Regions from separate parts of the Hermetia illucens genome. Here region 1 is linked to region 2. Evidence: chromatin contacts called from public Hi-C data. All regions are on one chromosome and are shown on one strand. Each heading gives the region's core, a stretch centred on a gene start, on an enhancer-like site or on the middle of the called end of the contact. The rest is flanking DNA. Distances are from core to core; before and after follow the strand shown.

What was found. Hi-C and Micro-C count contacts between places; a contact is called where the count stands out from the background.
Region 1: a contact with region 2 is called in a Hi-C map of an unstated tissue, with 4 times the contacts expected there. The contact joins the promoter of LOC119661440 here to the promoter of LOC119646780 in region 2. A contact is called at or near these places in 2 of 2 Hi-C or Micro-C datasets (an unstated tissue and whole body).

The regions. Positions count from the first base shown.
Region 1 is chr1:127,024,510-127,031,559 of iHerIll2.2.curated.20191125, reverse strand. LOC119661440 (striatin-3) reads left to right here and starts at 2,281. Exons shown (of 6, transcript XM_038070786.1): 1 at 2,281-3,492; 2 at 3,596-3,892. The coding sequence starts at 3,433.
Region 2 is chr1:126,877,342-126,884,085 of iHerIll2.2.curated.20191125, reverse strand. LOC119646780 (syntaxin-5) reads left to right here and starts at 1,723. Exons shown (of 2, transcript XM_038047364.1): 1 at 1,723-2,491. The coding sequence starts at 2,002. LOC119646782 (transmembrane protein 147) reads right to left here and starts at 1,220. Exons shown (of 4, transcript XM_038047366.1): 1 at 1,060-1,220; 2 at 862-1,000. The coding sequence starts at 1,136.

The DNA of each region.
Region 1 (7,050 bases), core at 1,032-3,531, 150 kb before region 2:
AACATTGTCAGAGAGATGCTGAAGAGCGCTGGCAGCTGAAATCGTATTGCGCATTATGTTTGGGCTCTTATTATTACGAAGAAGATTGAACTCGACCGGCGGAGGGATTGGACGGTAAGGGGTTCCCTGAAATAATAAAACCTCTCTTCCTTCCCTCCCCTCCCCGTTGGTGAAAGGAATTCCCTGACTTGAAGGCTCCCTAAGCCGGGAGAGCGGGAGGGCTAGGCCGAAGTAATGTGTCAAACGGTTCCAGGCTAGTTCTCTGATGACAGGGAGGTGTCTAGTTGATAGTCTGCCAGTGTGCTGTTGCGGGAGTCCAACACTCTGTGCGTAAACGCATTCCCTTACCCTACTCCCAAAAAAAAACTTCAATTCAGGAAGCTTTGGTCTCAATAAAAATTATAAACGGTACATTCCTTACGACTCCTCAATCACCAACTCCAGTTGTTGGTTATGCAACTATGAAGAGGAGACCATGCATGCAGTACCGAGTACACCGATCTTCACAACTCACTCTGCAAGATTCTGCATTAAAACTTTGCGCTGAAATATAACTTAGTGGCCACCTACCATCTTTACTACAAGTATACTCCGCAGAGAATCTTAGAAAATAATCAGATCAAACTACTATGGGATCACACTATTGACACCGACCACAGTGTTAATTACAATATCTAGATCTAGATCTAGTCTTCCTTCTCCTTTGAACATGTTCAGATATCGGCCCTACCTGACATTAAATCAAGTCATATCAAGAAGCAATTTGTTTCGAAACTATCATGAGACAATGGTGTTTTTAAGAGACTTTGTGAAATCTATGCATATGCAGTTGATCTTCCAAATTTTTACAATTCCAATATATTATATCACAGTGAATACACATCCAGCAAACAAAAAAATAACCAAAACTTATCTTGAAATGTTTAATTGTTAGTTACAGTTATTATAGGTATTCTCTATTATGAATATCATTTACAGTGATACAGTTTATTCTGCAGATTCTTTGAAATATTCTTTCCGATTTTTGTATCCTTATTTTACCTGAAACTTAGATCCTTTAATATTGCATTTTCATGGCACAGATATATTTATAAAATCATAAAATGAAATATCTCTATAAAAAACTGACAAAGACGAGAAAGATATGTTTTGTAAAATTTAATCTATATTGAAAGCCTTACAATTTTGTTCACTATTTTGGGCAACTTGTTGTTGGCTATTTAGAATATCCAATGTGGGTAAACTGGTGCTCACTATTTGCAACTGTTCGTTATTTCGAAAGATTATTGTATTTGCATGTTTGGATTCTCGATCTTTAAAATAAACTGAATTAAGGGGCGAGTTATAGTATTTCAGAAAAATTATCATTGAATTTTTCGACACACTGCGAAAGATAAATCTAAACCAGTATGTCTTCTAAAATGGAATCAGAATATGTTAAAACCCGTTAAAACGGGTCCGTCCAAAAAAGCTTGCAAACATATTGCAAGTACCTGAGTGTAATTATGCGGTGTTTCCAGCAATTAATAATTTGAAATAATAAAAAAACTTGTTTTTCTTATTCGCTAGTGTAACAAGTCCAGACTTGTCAGCACCGGTGAATAATTCTGTCTGTTCTGTTGTCTACCAACTGGAAGACAATTTGCCTAAAGAGCCTAGAGAGAGGAGATTCTCCACTGTTAAGATGTCAGTGAAATGCATCAGGCAAATTTTCCTGATGCTTTCCCTGACGAATTTGTCGGAAACCCGATTAGCTACCCGGAAAATGACAGGGAATTCCATTTCCCTTTCATTCCAAAATTTCCTTCAGGTTTTTGACGAGGCTAAACAAGGGCCTTATAAAGTACGCTCGGGGAACGGACTGAAATATTTTCCTCGTTTGAACGAAGTGGAACTGAAATTTGCTTCTTCGGAGAAATTTTTATCAAAGTTTCTTCGGCATATTTTTAGTCCGGTGAAGGTGCACCCGACATGGTGCGTGCATACGGTTCTGATAATAGATGACACTAAATCAGGTCATGTAAAAGGAGAACAGGGAATGTCGTTAAGCAACGACAAATGGTTGGTGCCAAGGAAAGGTGTCGAATGTTGATTCCAGCCGTTCGGCGTCGCATAGGATGAAGGGATCGAACATGCAATCTCGCGGCGAATTATAGCCATGACATGAATCGTTTCGCGCTGCTCGCCTTGCAGCAATCTCATGCAAATTCTTTCTCCAGGAGCGCGAAAGAAATTTTTGACCTCGGACCGACGCACACACACTCGTGTGCGATCGTTCAATCAATTTGTCATTGCTTCGACAAAGAAGCGAACGAGTGGCCTCTGCACAAGTCGGGAGAGTTTACGGAATGTGAGGTACGACTTTCGAGGAACAGTGAATCAAACGCTTTGCAAGGTTCCATGTGCGCGACTTGAGTCCTAGCTGCGAAAGAGCTCCTCCAGTCGATGGCAGTAGTCCCATCGCCTGCCCTGCACTTTGTGAGCTACCAGCGGTTTGGTCGTTCGAGTAATTGTGTAATTCTAGCCTCGGTGTCTTTCGACGTGGTGGTCACTGAGAATCGTGCACGGGAAATAGGAACGCGAAGAAAACTGAACTAGTGTGGAAATTTTGGATAAATGCAATTTGTGTTGTAACTACTTTGCAAGGGAAAATTCACAAAGGGAACTGGGAGAATCCATTGATTTTCCGGAATACACGGCGGCGAAGTCCCACTCTTGACGAATTCCCCTACCGGAGTTGTATAGTCGCTGAAGTAGGCTCGTGTGTGACGAAGACAACATACGCGGAAGTGTCGCATGTAAGAACGGATGGAGTAAGCCGTCGTTTGGTGCCGTTCGGATGTCAGAAACTAGAATCGAACTACGGAGAGTAGAATAGCTGGTTTTACTACGAGTGGGAGAAAAGGACGACAATAGAATCGGACGGACGTCGCGGCGAAAAATGTACGGCGAGTTGTAAAGATGGTGGACGACATGTCATGAATTCGACAGCGACGACAACGGCGGTGGACTGTGAAAAAGAGATTTTAGAAAAGTCGCAGAAATTGACGGGAGTTTATCGTGAAAAAAACGGAGATTTGGAGAGACTGCGGTGTGCAATTTCTATATAGCGAAAACCTCGATGGAGCTTGAAGAAATAGCAGTGAAATTTTGAGTTGAAAAGTGGCATTTTGCATTGCATCCAGCTTGGCGAGTACTCGGAAAGATCTTGACTACTGCGGGTGAAAAGTGGCGATAGTTTTTACTTGGAATTTGCGTTTTTATTTGACTGTGGCCGCTTGGGTTTGTTCGATGTTTTTCGGATTGCCTGGCTGTCAGAGAAATTGTGGGAAGTGAAAAGCCGCTCGAACGGACCGGAAAGTAGGGAGTGCGGGTGCTCCGCGCGTGAGCTACGTAAAAGAGTGAATTATTAGTTGTGAGGAGGTGAAAACGATGGATGATAATTGCACTGGATCGGTCGGAAATCTGACGAACCAAAATCAAAACCTAAACGTAAGTATGAAATGACTTGGGAAAGGGCCAGTTGATGCTGGCGATGACTCAAGAGAGGTGAACGGTTTAACAGCGAATTTTCTTTCTGGAAATGGACAAGCAGCAAATGGGCACGAATTCGGCATCGGCAACGGGCATGAACATAAAGGCAGCTGGTGGAGGTGGAGTCGGGAGCGGCGGCGGGTCGGGCGGAGAGGACACAAACGGCGGGGGTGGAAGCGGAGTAATCGGTGGCGTTGGGAATAACAGCGGAGGCACTGGAGCCCCAGCCGGAATGAACAACCAACAAAACAGTGCACCACAATACACAATTCCTGGCATTTTGCACTTCATCCAGCACGAGTGGTCACGGTTCGAGTTGGAACGGTCACAGTGGGACGTTGATCGGGCAGAGTTGCAGGTCAGTGAAACTAATTAGTAGAATAGAAGTAATAGCATAGCTTGTTTACGTTCAATTGCAATCTCGTCGGTTATTGTGTAAGCTCAGGTTGGTCCTTCAAGAGAATTGTTAGCATGGTTTTGGTTGGATTTCTGCAAGAGTTATGCTTTCTTTTATATAGGGTGCGATGCACGGGATGGGGCGGCAGGCATCTAACGCAAGTTACTTCAATAATCGTAACTTGTCAGTGTCAAACCTGTCATGAGTAGAGATTCACTGTGCTTTGAATCCCGGTGGTCTGTGGAAAACCAGTCTTCGTTTTTGGCGGAGTACAATTCTTTGACGAATTGCCTGAAAAAAGTGCATAAGTTGTGAACATGTGGACGTTATTCGTATATGAACCGACGAGGATGTGATAATGACACAAATTTCAAATCATTGTCGCCTCTGATTAAACGCTTTGTATTTACAAATAAGATTTTGTGAGTGAACAAAATTGAAATCCGGGACAGAAAGGGGGTAAAAAGAATTGCATGTTTTGGTTTCTAACAGAATATAACGTTACAGGAAAAACTTTACTGGTAACAGAAAAACCCTTACTGAGGGCGAATATCAAAACGAACTCTATTTTCTTATGCAAAATTTAAATCTAGATAGCGGCAAAAAATCGCAATAATGACATGAAAAAGTAACAAGTTCAGGTTTAAAAGGTTTTGTGTTTCCCTATGTGAGAAGCATCAAGCAGTTCTCATTGGCTGACAACATTGACTCGAGATATTTAAATTGCTCAGTGCTGTCAGCTCCAATAATTTGCCCAAAACTGAGCGAATTAAATATCTCGGGTCAATGTTATCAGCTAATGGAAAACACTGTTTTGAAATTGCTTCACGCATTAATGCGACCTGGATGAAATGGCGTTCCACAACTGGTGTTCTTTGTGGTCGACGTATCAGCGCATGTCTCAAACTTAAAATCTACCGCAATGCCGTCCGTCTGCCGCTCTTTATAGTTTTGAGTGTTGGCCGATTATAAAAGACAATGCAAGGTTTCTTGCGGTAATGGAGATGAAGAGTTGCTTTGTACTAGTGGCGTGAAACGTTGATCACATCCGAAATGAGGATATCTGCGATCGATATGGGGCTGCACGGATCGTGGAAAAACTGCGAGTGAAGCGTTTTCGATGGTATGGTCACGTAATTCGTGCTAGCGAGAATTCACTTGCCAATATTAGCCTGAGCATCGAAATCAACGGAAAGCGGCCAAAACAACCTTGATACGCTGCGATTACATCCGGATCAGGCGTTTCATAAAATAAAATGGCGAAACCGATCACGACGAGCCGACCCCGCTTATGAATTGGACAGCGGCTGAAGAAAAAGATGTGAGGAGCGACGAGTGTATGAAAGCTCTGTGTCGCATAGTTAAAAATTCCATTGCACTCTGGTTTTTAGAAAGCGATTTAAATAAATCATTTGATGGAAAGCCCTGTATTGTTAATAGTCAACCTCATATGCTCCACACATTTAAGGGGGGTTTTACTCAATTTCCCCAAAAATATGGTAATATACTATTATTAACTTAATTTGAATAGATATCGATATGGAGAGTATTTTGAGGCCTGGGCACCAATAGAGGCAGCTTTGTGATTTTTGTCAGATTTTTCGGTTGGGTAGTTTCTGAGAATGAGTCCGTTAAACCAAAACTTTCCACCCCTCCCCGCCTTTCTAACAAATTTCAAAACTAATACCGGCTAATCGAGACCTTTCATTTGATGCCCCACATGACTACCTTCGGTGAAATAAATGTTTACACCCCCTTTTTACATGTATGGCCAGAGCACCGGAAGCTAAACGCTTCAAGTATGAAAGGTTTTGAGTATTTCTTTTATAAAGAGATTTGAGTGTGCATTTACCCCATTAGTACGTTTATATGCATATATTATGTGAAAAAAACCACTTTCAATTGACATTGACATTCAAAGTCTTAAATTTGCAAAGAAGCGACCACTTTGTTAGTAATAGCGCAATTTCCACCAAATTTTAGTAAGGCCATACTTTATGTTATAGCCTATATTGCTTTTGTAAAATTTCGTGGTGCTAGGATGAACTAGGGTTTCGCAGCCAATTACTAAAAATTTTGGTAATATACTATTATTAACTTTATTTAAACATATATCGGTATGGAGAATATTTCGGTGCAACACTTTGATTTTTTTCAGATTTTTCGGTTAGGTAAGTTCTGAGAATGGGTCCGTTAAAGAAATTATCACTTTCATCCCCAGGATATTCCAAAATCCATTTAGCCCCATAGTTGCTCAGTCGTTTTCCATATGTCGACATTATAAGGATCCCCAAAAATCCATAGATTTCGCCTGGTGTGACGTCTTTTCACGTGCGTTGCTTTCCTGGTTACATTTTTCATACCCCAAGACTGTTTTTTTATTTGTATGGCGCACAATAATATCAATCATTTCGGTCGTGAAAATACGCTTGAATGTTGCCAATAATTGACAATGTTTTAGTGCTTCTATGTGGACCTGATCTTTGGCGTACAATGTTTATGTCGGAATTTGAAATTTTGATGCTGGATAGCAGTTGGCATTCAGTCCCATTATGTCTGATCTTTAGCGACGAAATATCCAGTATCTGAAGATACTCCATGTTCAACATCATCTGAGTGCTCGTCGTCATAAAGCAGAACTTTATTCGCTGTCCCTGCTTTCGTCCTTGTTCATTGTATCGTATGTCACCCAGGTCTGAGAAGACCCCAAATGAGAGGGACTTTAACGATATTTAAGGCCAGAGGAGGTCATTTAAAAAAAACAAAAATTAGGTAAGGATGTGTATTTAAAGCACGTGCTTATCAACGACCCTTTTAACTGAGATTTCTTTTAACCGTTTGTTAAAACTATTGTAACACCTGATATACAGAAAACTACCAGCTTCAATGAGCAATAATTTGAAACATATTGCTTTAAGAAAAGAGTCGGTAGTATATACATTGATGTCTGTGTTCGAAGGGCCTACAGGACAGCGAATCAGTCTAATCGCAGTGAGGGTTGCATCACACCGTGGTACCGTAGGAAATAAAATAAGATAAAAATCCCTCTTTCAAGTAAATTATGATCTTTTATATTACTCCAATTGAGATTCTTCGGGCAAATGACTTGCTTTTTGGGA
Region 2 (6,744 bases), core at 474-2,973:
TTTTCAAAAAAATATGTATTACGTATTTTTACATATTACAACACTATTATTCAAATTAGTATAAATAATTTGCGATAACTTTTCCGTTTTGACAACTTTCGTTTCGGGAACGTTGTGCTTGCCATATATTCCTGTATAGCACGTTACCATTATTGCCGGAACCTAAAGTAAATTGAAGGACTGTGCTTTCACGTAACCATTTCCCTATTTTCTGTTAACTGATTGATTACTTGGAAAGTAACAAGTAACAAACACTATACCGCATACTTTCACGGGGATATATTGAAATTACTCGTTCAGTGACATCACATAAAGTGCCACCCAATCATCGCGTATTCTTTCCGGCATTGTGAAAATACGATTTTTAAACCATTATAAATATGGATAATAAGCGTTCCGAATTGGTTTTTCCTAGTGGGTGGGTGGCAATTGGGTAGGCAAAGCTAATATTATCATAATAATTATTTTCTAACACGGGGATTTCCATTCAATTTCCCTTTCATACTAAAAAAGTTTCCCCAGATTTCTGTCAAGTGGTGACTAAGATGCGTATATGACCCGACCGGGCAAACAGCATATTTTCACTGCATGCGGGCTTTTAAAAAAACATGAAAACACAAACAACTGGACATGAACCAGCTTTTCTTCGCCTCAATATAATTCAAGCTCCAGATCCACCGTTCAGTTCCGCTCTGCGTCAAGCAAGATGCCTGTTTTGGGTTTACATAATTTAATTAGGCTGAAATCAATGATAGTATTGATTTGGCTGCTACTTTGATTTTTTCTCGTGAATGGTCATGGAAGGGTATTGTAAGCTGGAGCTCTCACTGCGGCCATTTTATTTCCAATTCCTCAACTCACCGATATGATGTTGAATTCCCCTGCAGCGGCTACATTTTCTGTGTCGAAAAATGTTGCTAGTACCAGCATTTTACAGAGTTGCGTGAAAATGTAAATTCCGCCGGCTTGAATGCATTTCCAAAAGGCGCCGTATTCTGACCTGTGTACATATTGCAATTTACTTCCGAGTGGAATTACATAAAAAATTGGTAGGCTTACAGTCCGGAATACTTATACGTCAGATAATATGGGACATACACAAGAGCCACACAATTCCCAAAGTGATATAAAGTCATTTTTAGTCAGAAGTACCAGAAGAATTATGAAATCATGGACCAGCTCCGGCGCTACACAATTGACAACTGAAAAGTCATGTGCTCCTGCTGTTGACAGTAGCTGCGTTTCCTCGCGAAGTGTTCCGTTGACGTTATGTCGGATTTCGACAAACTTCGAGTTGTGACTTCAAAACATTGACACGAAATGCCGAATCAGCTGAGAATCACTTTCCACACAATACATACAGTTAAACGCTGTCAAGCAAGCGAAACGTAATTCGCAGTGCTCGTCGTCGTGGGTTATTTTGTGGCTCGCGAGCGCCATGCAGCACGCAGCTTCGTATTGGGCTTTGCGAGGCAGCTACTGTTCAGGTGGATATTTCTCAAAATGTTTACAAAATAGCAAACATAGCATGTGTTTATTTTTTGAATTTTCATTCTTGCCTTCCATATGAATTTGCAATATTGAATTATCCAACTCTTGGTGGCAATTAATTTCCTGGCACTTTCTTAATGCAAGTTCTTTAGTACAAGTGTAAGCGCCATCTACCCTCGAGAGCGATAACAATTTTCTAAAAATCCACCTACAGAATCCCCCGGATTGTCAACCACGTCATGTCATTCATGTCACGTCACTTTCACTTTTGTCCCAAACATCTCATTTTCTTGGACGAAAGTACGCGAATATTGGTCAAAACCAATTGTTAGTTGCTTTGTGCCCGGATATAATTTCGATTCTTGTCAATTATCCAGGGCCTTTCGTTCCAAAACTCTATTCTGTAATTGTCGAATTCCAGTGCCAAATGATAATCTAATTTTCCACGGCCTCAGTGAATGACAGATCCACGTAAAGAATTTGAGCCAAACCCATTTGGAAAACTATGCGATGCAAGCCAGGCGCCGTTTTGCTGGAGCTGACGTCGATGAACAAAGTCTAACGACTGTCCTCGTTACAGATACTGACTTAAACGACGAGAAGAAATATTCGAAACGTTGGAATTTACGCAACATCTCCAACCACATTACCACCACATCGGGTAATGCACTGCGTGCATTGGTACAACAAGCTACCAGCCCGTTGATCGACACAAGAGACACGAGTGTTGAGCCACTTCTTCCACCGCAGGGATACGAGGAGGATTTTGTAGAGGACCTGGTGAAAGAAGACATTGTCGTTATGACTGCTCGGGACCGAACCACGGAATTTGGCAATGCGATCCGCTCATTGCAAAGCCGAAATATTTCTAGAGCTGTAAACATCAAGGACCCGCGGAGGGCGAAACAGATTCAGAGCTACTCAGAATTCATGATGATTGCTAAATATATCGGCAAGAACATTGCAAGCACATATGCGAAATTGGAAAAATTGACACTTTGTGAGTATTTCTGATAGCTAGTTTAGTAATTTTGTATTTGAACTTGGATTACAGTGGAACAATTGTGTCCCATCTCCGGGGTGAAGATGAATTACCAAAGCAATAGATACGCCTCCACGATTTGCTAACGCAATCAGAGCGGAAATATTGGCAATGTCCAAAAGGACATTTCCCTAAAGTTTCCTTTATATTTGGTTTCTTTATCGGCTAAAACCAGAAATTCTCTAAATAATTTTGAACGCTAAAGGAAACCATTGTTCGTCTTAATCTTAGGTTTCTTAGAGGTGGAAATATTGAGAAAAAAACTAACCCGAGGTTTTCGTCTTCTCTCGGCAAGGTACGACTCATATTCCCCATCCAGCAGCTTCTGCTATAAATAGCTGGAATAAGTTCCAGCCTCGCATTTTCGGGGGAAAAAACCCCTATGATTCCTTTGGTTAACTTTGCTTTGGATGTTTCTCAAAAAAATGGGAAAACAACATTGGATAGTTTATTTTCAGGTTTTTTTCTACGATTTTTTTAATAGACAGAATTGAGTGGAGTTGAGTCATCATATTTTTTATTTTAATGACAAGAACGGTACTTTGCTTACCAACCGTCGTGCCGCAACGGATAGATGGCGAGAATACTTCGAGCAGATTTCCACAATCATTGCCCACATTTGGACCAGTTCCACCAGTCAGCGCAACTGAAGTCGAGGAGGCAATAAAACAAATGAAGTCGGGGAAAGCCATAGGACCTGACGACATCGCATCTGAGGTCTGGAAAGCGAAGAGCTGTGACCCAACACTGTGGCTCAGTGAATTCTTTAACCGGGTTATTCAGGAAGGAAGAACATCATCTGACTGGCAAGGAAGTACCACTGTTCCAATATGGAAAAAGAAAGGTAGTCCAGCAGAATGTTCAAATTACCGTCCGATGCGGTTATTTTCCCATACCATAAAGATTTTTGAACGCATGCTTGACAACCGCATTCGCGAAATCGTTGAAATAACCGTGAATCAAGCCGGATTTGTCAAAAACTGCGGAACTACTGACGCAATACACGCTGCGCGGTTACTCATGGAGAAACACCGTGGATGTAGAGAAAGCGTTTGGCCGTGTGCCACACGAACTCATCTGGTATGCTTTACGACAACACTTAGTGCCAAAAGAACTCATGCGCTGGGTTCGAAATATGGCGGCTGCATCAAAACCGCTTCGTGTCTCTGTTGGTGTTCATCAAGGAAGTGCCCTCTCAGCACTCCTCTTTGTTCTTGTTATGGACACCGTCACACGTCCAGCTCCCTACACACTGCTTTATGCAGATGATATTTTCCTAGCATCTGATAGCAAAAATGATCTCGAGAAACTTGTCCAAAAATGGAATGATCGCCTCATGAAACACGGTCTCAGATTGAATCTAAACAAAACTGAATTTTTGACGACCGATCCCCATGAAACAGGCACAATCACTGTCAGCAGCAGTGATCTGGCCAGAACTGAGCGATTTAAATACCTCGGGTCAACGCTATCAGCCAATGGAGAGTTGCGTTATGAAATTGCTTCACGGATTAACGCAATCTGGATGAAGTGGCGTTCCACAACTGGTGTTCTTTGTGATCGACGTATGTAATAACAAAAGTTGGATGGCAGGATCGCCATGTAATAACAAACGTTCGATGGTCGGATCGCCTAGTAATGTTGAAGGTTGCAGGGTAGTAGAGCCATCTGAGTTATCCTCAGATGCTGGTAGAGAGCTAGCGAGAGAGTTCGACAGTGAAAAGGGAACAAAAGGAATTTAACGTTCCTTACCTAACAAAGCGGTGAGACCGCAGATAGAATGGCAATATGTTCATCCCTGAACACTTGCCGTGGTTACTACTGGTATCTTATGATCTATACCTTGCCGCGAGGATACGGCATGCAGAAAGTAAACTGCCCAAAGTTAGAATCAATAAGAACGTTCATTGCATCTTTTCATTCTCTTTTATACAATTTCTTAAACCTAAAATAACTCTAAATCTACCAACAACAATATTGACCTAATTGGTTCGAAATTAATTCAACACCAAATTACTTCGAACACTGCACTTACTAATATTTCTCATGAGGCGCGTGCTCTCAAATCTCACATTTCATTCCGTGTGCATATGCATTACTCATATCCATATGCACACATTTTATTCGAGCTAGAAATGCATGCAAGATATATTCACACTGGCGTTTTTTAGAATATTTATTTCTAGGTCGTATCGAGTTCAAGTACCTTGGAATGATATCTTGTAAAGTTTTGTTTACTCGATTACGTAATTTATTGTTTTGATGATGACGCGGGTTGGAATGAATGTTTATGATTTGATAGCTTACAGTGCACGGTAATATTATTGCGATAGCTTGTAGTACAGTACACTACACGTATCAACGAACGTCTCAAATCTAAAATTTACCACAATGTCGTCCGTCCTGTCGCTCTCTATGTTTCTGAGTGTTAGGCAACTATAAAAGACAATGAACGGCGTCTTGCGGTAATGGAGGCGAAGATATTGCGTTAGACTATTGGCATGACATGTTTTGATCACAACCGAAATGAGGATATCCGCGATCGTTATGGGGTTGCATCAGTCGTGGAAAAATTGCGAAAGGGGCGTCTTGGATGGTATGGTCACGCAATTCATACTAACAAGAATTCACTTGCGCAGATTGGTCTGAACATCAAAGTCGATGGTAAACGACCAAAAGATCGGCCGAAACAACGCTTGATACGCTGGATGGGGATTTAAAAGCCTCGAAATTGCACCCAGATCAGGCATTCGATAGAGCCAAATGGCGAAACCGATCACGACGAGCCGACCCCGCTTGTGAACGGGACAAGGGCTGAAGAAAAAGAAGAAGAATGAATCTCAATGCAGATGAAAATAATAAAAATTAAAAATTTTGCAACTATTGGAAGAAAATATTTCAACTTTCACCACTTTCTTTCACTAATTATGCAAAAAATGCCATCATATCTCTTAGGATTAGTTCACATTTTCGTAATTTCGTAACGATTGGTTCATTACTTTTTGAGTTAGCGTTCCTGCAAATATGAAAAAAAGTCGTTGTGAAAAAAAATGTTTGAAAAGTGTCCTTTCGAATGTAAAGAGATTTCTCACTTTGAATTGTTATTGTCACAAAATGCAGCTACAACAAATACAAATGCGCTCACAGAAGACTACTAACGCCAAGTATTTAGAAGCACGCTACTTAAATAGCGCTGCAAGACAACGTAAGTACAGAGAGCGACTATCTCTGCTCGAGCCTGACCCAGCACCTGATGCGATTAATAGCTTTTTGTAGCTTTACTGTTACTTCCTCAGCATGCTCACCCGTCCGCAATGTCGCTATTTTCGCTTTATCATTTCTGGTATACAAAAGAAACAATATTGGGCCAAAACATTGCCCTGTGGCACACCAGATACAATTTTTCTTCGTATTTCACTCTGAATAGACGCTCATATACATAAGACTTTAAGATATCAAAGAATTCTTCTGGAATGCAATTTGTGTTACCTTATTGAACGCCTGTATGATATTGATAAAAATGGCTGAGTAAACCTGCTTCATTTCCATTGCATTTTCCATGAGATTTATGATCCAAATTCGTGAGTTGGTATAAGATTTCGTTCCGCAATGATTTATTTAAGGCTCTTAATGAGAAACCTTTCAAATAGTTTGTCCATACTTAGAACGCTTTGACTTGATTGGATTAGGAACCATTCGGCCACTTTCCACCGTCGAGGAACGTATTTTATTCTGGACGCTGCATTGTTTATTGGTAGAAGCTTACTTAGGGATTTTTTTGGCAATTCTTTCATTGTGCTCATCAATAATATCAGGTATCAGGACATCATCGTCATAGCTATAGAGTACTTTATTTTCGTTTCTTTCTGCATTTCGTTGTAAAAGTGGAAAATAGTTATTTTCATCCCACTCAAATTTACTGAAACTTTTAATATAACTTTTGTTTGGAATTGTGAGGCCCTGGATCAATTGGGAAGACACTCGAGACAATCGAAATAGCAATAGCAGAAATAGGAGATATTTTTGAACAGCTGTTTTATAGGGTCTTTTGTATGTAAGTTCGACCAAGAGGAATTTTTGGCTTAGAGGTTGAATTTTATAAAGTTACGGAAACGCCAATTCAAGGCCAAAAAGTTCGAGTTAATGAATAATTCGACTTAGAAGAATTTTTACTTAGAAAGGTTCAACTATATTCTTTTCGGGAGCTACTA